Regions from separate parts of the Danio rerio genome. Here region 1 is linked to region 2. The links are chromatin contacts, called in public Hi-C maps. All regions are on one chromosome and are shown on one strand. Each heading gives the region's core, a stretch centred on a gene start, on an enhancer-like site or on the middle of the called end of the contact. The rest is flanking DNA. Distances are from core to core; before and after follow the strand shown. Region 1 holds the start of cnnm2a (cyclin and CBS domain divalent metal cation transport mediator 2a). Region 2 holds the start of lbx1a (ladybird homeobox 1a).

Evidence for each region. A called contact is a pair of places that touch in the nucleus more often than the background predicts.
Region 1: a Hi-C map of embryo shows a contact between it and region 2, with 2.0 times the contacts expected there. The contact joins the promoter of cnnm2a here to the promoter of lbx1a in region 2. A contact is called at or near these places in 2 of 18 Hi-C or Micro-C datasets (caudal fin and embryo) and 1 of 4 datasets of contacts at active chromatin or transcription factors (embryo).

Annotation. Positions count from the first base shown.
Region 1 is chr13:32,002,445-32,006,589 of GRCz12tu, forward strand. cnnm2a (cyclin and CBS domain divalent metal cation transport mediator 2a) reads left to right here and starts at 2,758. Exons shown (of 8, transcript NM_001144785.1): 1 at 2,758-4,145. The coding sequence starts at 2,839. borcs7 (BLOC-1 related complex subunit 7) reads left to right here. Exons shown (of 5, transcript NM_001039988.1): 5 at 80-560. The coding sequence ends at 131.
Region 2 is chr13:31,691,197-31,695,339 of GRCz12tu, forward strand. lbx1a (ladybird homeobox 1a) reads right to left here and starts at 1,941. Exons shown (of 2, transcript NM_001025532.1): 1 at 1,617-1,941; 2 at 250-734. The coding sequence starts at 1,941. The coding sequence ends at 250.

The DNA of each region.
Region 1 (4,145 bases), core at 1,508-4,007, 310 kb after region 2:
AAATAAACAATTATTATTATTATTATGTGTGAGTTGATCTAGACATTCAGCCACTCTTTATCTGTCATATCTTTCACAGTGTTGAACACTCGAAAAACCTGCAGGATCAACTGAGACACTTGATGAAATAATACTGCTCTTCTAATATACAAATGTAGCCTCCTATAATTTCTCTCTCTCTTTTTTTTTTTTTACTGTAAATCAGTTGCAGGTGATTACTCATTGCACACATTGAAAGACATTCCAACATCCTCCTTTTCTCTTGAAATGCATTAGATTTTCAAATGAAGGCTTTTCTGTTGGAGATTGTTTTCAGTATTAATATTCGAAATGATAGTCAAATTAACGTCCACCACTTCTGTTTGTTTGACTTGGTACATTTGCTTTTAGACTTTTAAATCAGGTTTACAAATTAGAAATTGTTAGTCTATTTATATCTTGTTTTATATGGTGTAATTGTTTTGCCAAACATACTTGAACATATTTGTATAAAATGTTACACAGCATTGTTTCAGCACATTTTGCTAAGCAGCTTTAATAAATGGATGTGGAAAGTTGGATGAAACAGGTCTTTTTTTTAAGTCCATCAAGGGGGTGAATGATAAAGTTCATCCCACATGCAGTATCAGCAGCTTCTCTGCAAGGGCGAGCAGATGGATGTCCTAGAGTGAGGCCTTGAGCATAACTTTTCACTTCAACAAGGTTTTGACTTTTGTCTGCAAGAATTTATTATTTTTTTATATGACGCAACAGTCAAAATATAACCATGAACATATTTAGTCTGTAATCAACAAATGAAGCGTTCACTATAGCTTTACTTTCATTCATTTTTATAAATCATGTTTTTTTCAATTGTGCATTAAAATGTTATTCAAAATAATTATATTAATAATAAGAAAAATTATATAAAAGTAATAAAAATTGAGTTATCTTTTTTTAAATTATCTCTTCTTTTTGGTTAAAATATTCTTAATACGTGAATTATAACATGTGCATTATATTGATATTCAAATCATTAAAAAATAAAATAATCAAAACAAAAAGAAAGAAGTAGAACATTTTGAGGAAAATTTTGTTTGTTTTGCAAGATCAAATATCAAACATCAATTCTAGGTGCTTTCTAAGTAGTCCTGCAGTTTGCACATCTGCCCATTCACACTCGCTGGATCACGGGAGACCTTGAATTGGAAAGAATGTTCTGTCCCTTCTTTAGTTCAACTTATCAGTACTCAAGGTCTAGAATAATGTAGTCTTGCAATCTGCCAAGCTTGTGTAACAGTGGATCTTGATTCAGAAATTACTATTGAGTTTTATTATTATTACAAAAGGAGTAATGCCTTATCTAATAGCTATTTTTCGTATCTTTGTTAAACTCAAATAATTATGCAATGTCCATAGCAGTGGCTCATAAAAACAATTAGTGCTTAAAATATGCTATTTTTGGTTGTACATTATGTTTGCATTTATGCGTGTTATTCATATGCATATGTGCGGGTATAATAAAGCAAAATAGAGCATGGTTGTTATAATTTAGTTCCCTTCAAATCTGCACATCTTGCACATTTTAGATTGGCCAGTTGACTGTGTCCATTACGTACAATTGGTATTGATTTTTTAAATAGCAGGATAACGAAGTAGTCAATTTGTGTTATGGGAAAGGTTTTGGCTCCCTCTGTAGGCAAAACAGCAGCCAAACACATTAATATATGCATAGAGAGAGAGCGCGAGAGAGAGAGAGAGAAAATAAATAGTCTAGGAGCACTGTTGAGACTACAATGAAGGACGCAAAAGAAGGCAATAGTTTGCGTTTGTGGTTTTCATTATTGCATTGTTTATATACATCCATTGGGGCGCAGGGGAGTTATCAGTGGAAATATTCGAGGTGCGAAAAGCATCACACATACACAAATAAATTATAAAACGAACTAAATGAACTAAATTGAATTATAAACCGCTTAATCCTATGTAATAATTAGCTATTTATAAAATAACAAATACAAAACAATTTAAGAATGCAGATTCAACTAAATGAAAGATTATCATACATAACAAATAAACAAAACAAACGAATATGAATAAGAAATTGCTTGTAAAAATAAATATATGTATTTGGACATTAATTAATATGAAACAATCTATTGTAACCTAACATGTTCTATTTTCCTAAAAATATCATTTCAAACTACGAGGGAATCGAGAAGTGGAAAGTGAATGAAAGTGAAAGAAGGCTTCACACGTGTTTGTTTATATGACAGAGACGCACGTGCGTTTATAAGCAATTAGAAAGCGAATAGTTTCACTCTTTGTCTTACTTTTTTTCTCATTTCCCCGTGCTTAACGTACCCTACTAAATCCGTCATTCAGTCTTTTTCTGTTTTCAGGCTTAACCCCAAAAATTCAATACGTTATTGCAATGCATTGGCCAGTAGTTTCAACAGTGACATACCGTTGGCCGCCAGTGACCACTCCCACCTTTTAGGTACCGCTGTTTTTATCAGCTGATTGGATTTAGGAACGCCCACTACCGCTTTCAGGCCCGATAGCACCGCCTCTCCTCCCACACTTCGCGCGATCTTATTGGATGCACCGGGGTTGAATTTACATATGCCATCGGATTGGTGAAAACGCACGTCCGTCATGAGACATCTGTACTCGCAGCAGTTCACATAGAGCGTGCTGGTGTGTGTCATCGTGGTGCAGAGAGGCAGCGATACGCGGTGAGTAATGCCGTCCTTGTTGCTCGATGTCAGGATGGTTCTAGAGAGGATGAAGGCGGACGCGGACTTCCTCTGACCGTGGCAGCTTACATTCATTGACTAAAGTCTGCCCACTGTCAACATGGCAGAGCAATGGACCGCAGTGCCCACTTCTAATATGGCGGCGCTAAACCGGGCTGGATCATTGACTGTTATATTCCTAATTGTCAGCAGTTGTCTGATCAAAAGCATTGATGGTAAAGACCCGTCAGAAGAGACTGTCATCATTGGCCTCCGCCTCGAAGACACCGACGAGGTGTCTTTTATGGACAGAGGCTTTTTGCGCGTCAGCGAGCGATCTCGTGTCAGATTAAGGGTCTATGGGCAAAACATCAACAACGAGACGTGGTCCAAACTCGCCTTCACGGAACACCGCAGCAACGCACCTGCGGAGAGCCTGAGCCCCGGAGACGCACCTGCCTCGCATCCCTGCGGCATCCGATCCTCCGATATCATCATCCTTCCCACCATGGAGGTAAACAGAAAGACTTCTGGGATTATCGAGCTCGAGGTGAAGCCTCTGCGCAAAACGGAAAAAAGTAAAACGTATTACCTGTGCACCGCCATCGGGACACCTGGCGCGCAGGACTCCTGGTCCGAACACACCTGGGTCTATCACGAAGGGCATGACACTAAAGTGATCGTGGTGGAGGAGAAAAAGTTCCTCCTGCCGTTCTGGCTGCAGGTGATTTTTATTGCCATGTTGTTGTGCTTGTCTGGGATGTTCAGCGGGCTGAATCTGGGTCTGATGGCGCTGGATCCCATGGAGCTCCGGATTGTGCAAAACTGCGGGACCGAGAAGGAGAAGCATTACGCGAAGGCGATCGAGCCTGTCCGAAGCCAAGGAAACTACCTGCTGTGCTCGTTGCTGCTGGGAAATGTCCTGGTCAACACTACTTTGACTATACTTCTCGATGACATCGCAGGGTCAGGGCTGATCGCTGTGGTGGTGTCCACTATAGGGATAGTGATATTTGGGGAGATCGTGCCTCAGGCCATCTGCTCCAGGCACGGACTCGCTGTAGGCGCGAATACAATATTCTTGACTAAATTTTTTATGATCCTCACTTTCCCAGCATCCTATCCGGTCAGCAAACTCCTGGACCACGTGCTGGGGCAGGAGATTGGAACTGTGTACAACAGGGAGAAGCTGCTGGAGATGCTGAGGGTGACCGATCCATATAATGACCTGGTCAAAGAGGAGCTCAACATCATCCAGGGCGCTCTGGAGCTCAGGACTAAAACCGTGGAGGATGTCATGACACCTCTGCGGGACTGCTTCATGATTTCTGGTGATGCCATACTGGACTTCGCCACCATGTCTGAGATCATGGAGAGTGGCTACACTCGGATACCTGTGTATGAGGGTGAGAGATGTCACATTGTGGA
Region 2 (4,143 bases), core at 691-3,190:
ATGTACTTATTGCTCTCCAGCTGTTTAAACGAATAGGCTAAATGATTACGATACTGCCACTGCATAAATAGATCTGAAGAAACTGTCCCATGCTTGCGTTGATTTTTTTTCTCCTTTTTTAAATTTGCTTTTAATACAAGTCATTTAATACATTTGGTGCTTTAATGGCACTTTCACCTCTGTGGTTTCCGAGGACCATCTCTGAAAAAAAGGTATATAAATAATACCGATTCTGTTCAAGAAAAAAAATCAGTCATCTACATCAATTTCCTCGTCTTCGTCTTCTGAACACTCTTTGCTCGTTGTGTGGTCTGTATATGGCGATGATGGTGACATGTGGAGTTTGTTGGTGCCCTCGTGCTCGTGATTAGATCGTGACGGAGACACGGCCGATGAATCTCCGAGTGTACCGTTCACACGTTTCTCTAGGTCTGCCAGTTTGGCCATTTTCTCAAAAGGTACATTGCCCACCGCTTTGGCCGACTCCACGTCCGCCTTCATCTCCTCTAGGTCTCTTTTGAGTTTGGCTCGGCGATTCTGGAACCAGGTGATGACTTGAGCATTCGTGAGCCCGAGCTGCTGAGCGATCTGATCTCGATCAGCCGGAGACAGATATTTCTGATAGAGAAATCTCTTCTCAAGTTCGTAGATTTGGTGATTGGTGAAAGCTGTTCTCGACTTTCTCCGTTTTTTAGGGGTATTCCTCTGACCGAAGAGTGTCATGCCGTCTCTCCCTAAAATTAACAAACAAAAATAATGCAGCCACATTAAAACGCAGAACAGCAGAGGCCTGTAAAATTTATCATTGCTATAAATAGAAATATTCTGTTATGATTTTTAAATTATGACGTCTTCATGAGTGTTTATCAATTTAGCTTCAGGTCGAAAAACATAACAGGCCTGCAAAACTACTTTTATTTATTTTTAGCATTTTAATTCTGCACATGGATATTTAACATATTTTAAACATTTATTATAATTGCACATGAACAGAGCTAATCCATTTTATTACCTTTTATTCATTTATTTGGTGCTATTTATTTTACAATTCTGCATATTTAACTATCTTTAATTGCATAGATAGCATTATTTTATTTATGATTACTAATTTATTTGGTACATTATCTTTTTTATTCTAACAGGTAAACATTATTAAACGTATTTCTAATTAAATTAGATAAAGATGCATTTTTATGACAATACATATATTTTAGTAGCATGTTTTATTTTTTTTTAATTTATTTCGCACGAATTAAACATTTCATTTAATGCACCTGCTCCTTTAGTTTTATGTAATACACACGTATTTGGTAGCATATACTGATTGTTCAAACATTTTAATTTCTATCCTTTAAGATTTATATTAGGCTATATTTATATTTTTTAAACATTTATTTTTATTGCACGTGCACAGAAGTAATCCCACATGTATACTTTATTCAAACAACCTTTTAACGAAAAACGAGCGTTTAAAAATGTCAAATATTTTTTTAAGCATTTGTTTTGCTGTAGCAGTTTTTAACGACCGTTTTCACGAATATCTACGAACAGAATTATTTCTAGTATTATCCACCAGCCTGAATACAATTTATGCCCACACCGGGCCTTGTGTTTACCTTCTGCCGCTTGTAAGACACTGACTTCCAGCCCCTTGAAGGTTTTGCTGGCGAGCTCCTCCAGGGCGCACAGTGGAGATGTCTGGGTGAGCAGCGCACGGTTGGAGAGGGGATGGCCCGTGGACGGATGCTTCTCACCGGAAGAAAGCAGGTGCGCCGTGCCGCAAATTGTGTAACTTCGTTTGACAGACGGCTTGTTCAAAATATCCTCTATGCTGAACGGAGTGAGAGGTTTGTTTGAGTTAGCAGGTGGAGGAAGATGGTCCAACGGACTGCGCCTTCGGTCCTCAACCGAGGCGCCTTTCGCGTCTTCTTTGGAGGTCATTATTTGTCTTTTTAGCTTTTGAAAATACGCTACAGTTTTTTTCGATATAATTTCGATTTTGTGCACAGCTTGTTTTGTTTAAAAAATGCTGATAAACAAAGAGCAACTTGAATGAGAAGGTATCCACAATTCCGTAGAATTAGATGTAGCCGATCAGCAGCATGTTGTTGCTTTTGCCGCAGGGGTTGGAGAAGTTTAAGTCTTTCTTTAAAAAAAAGCCTCGTCTGCTGTCCTCAGCTCCTGGATAACAGTTGAGTTTCAGTGAGAAGCAGCCTGACAACCTCTGATGCTTCAGTGGAAACAGTCAGCCTCAAAAGCAGCCAGAATTGACTATTACTAACAAGTTATTCTTGATAGCAAGACAATCAATTACATCCAGTGGCACTTTTCTCTCTCTCTTTCTCTCTCTCTTTCTTTCTCTCTCCCTCTTGCTCTTTGACTATGTTGCAGTCCGATGCAGACTTTAGCAGGAAAGGAGCCCCGTTAATTAGAGGGCATGGCCGGAGGAGGAGCTCAGCCGGATTACAATACTTAACGCTCCCACTCTTTACTACAAATTAATGATTTGTCGATATTCTCTTCGTTATTAGTTACACATTTGTACCACGTTATTTTTATTTATTTTTTTTTATAAACGTGCATTTACATTTCAGAAAAATATTTAAAGCAAAATTAAAACACAGACACTAGCAAGTTTGTAGCTACTGAAAATATTTTGTTATAACAAAATGCGTACTTAAAAAAATTATATACATTTTTGTTTAATACGCTAATTGTGTTGTGGAGTCAGGTAGTATATTATGGCTGATACTTTTGGATAGAATAAAATGTGTGTGTGTGTGTGTGTGTGTGTGTGTGTGTGTGTGTGTGTGTGTGTGTGTGTGTGTGTGTGTGTGTGTGTAAAGGAGAGAAAGAAAGGGAGGGAGAAAGAGAGAGAGAGATCGTCCCCTTCAGCTGCACCAAATCTTCTTTGCCATAATTCAAGCGCAAAGGGCCAGCTCACATCAGCAGTAAGATATTTCATCTCTAAAAATCGCCTGCTGTTCAATCCCCGGTATTTGTGGCATTACGGGAACTATTTTTTTCCTTGATTTACGGTGATCAACTTGAACGTGCATAGGATTAGCCAAAAACAACGTAAATAGTTTTAACTTAATTATAATTCATATATTTTTATGATATATGCTATATGCATAACCGGACGAAATTTAAAGCGCGCTTGTATAATTAGTGAATTGATTAAATGGTCTAATGATTGCTTTGCGTTGTTATCGTCGGGCACGAGGCCTCGGTTAAATGGGCAGAAAAAGGCTGAAGCTCCACCGGCGACATCGGATCGGAAAACAGCCGTGTAAGGAGGATAAAGGCTGATCTACAGCACGAGAATAAAGTGCTTTTTGTTGGTTAGTAGATCCACTTGAGAAAGTTGGTATTTGTTCGCATTTATTTAAATCTTCTTAGGTTAAAACATGGGACAAATAAGATGCGTTAAAAACGAATGCATAATACGAATTAGTTTTAAAGTATTTATAATTTGCATAATGTAAATATGTAATAAAGTAAATTATATTTTATGTTGCAGCAAATAACATTTATATAGGCTATAATCACGTTTAAACAGTATCGTGCTATAAATAGCTTTATTAGTTGAAATAAATACCTGTTATAGCAAAACAAGAAAAAGGAAAACAGACCATTTTGCGCACATTCTTTAAACTAATTCATAGTCCACCGAAAATGACAGAAAAGCTTTTTAAAAAAGGATACAGAGGCAGGTGGTTCCGCCTGTGTGACATGATCATTTAGTGTTGCCTACAGTGAGCAAAATGCCTGCGTAAGCAGATATGACGCAATGAAATGCCATGGAAGATACCACTATGAATTCATGCAAATACAAAGTTCATGATTTAATGCTACTACACACACTTCTATATTTATTTAATGACAGCTAAAAATAACAACGATAATAATGATTAAAATATAATGAAATTGTCTAGATTAATATTTAGCATTGGGCACAATATATATATATATATATATATATATATATATATATATATATATATATATATATATATATATATATATATATATATATATATGTGTGTGTGTGTGTGTGTGTGTGTATGTGTGTGTGTGTGTGTGTGTGTGTGTGTGTGTTTCAATAACCTTTTATCTCTCTTTCTCAATGTTTTTGTAAAT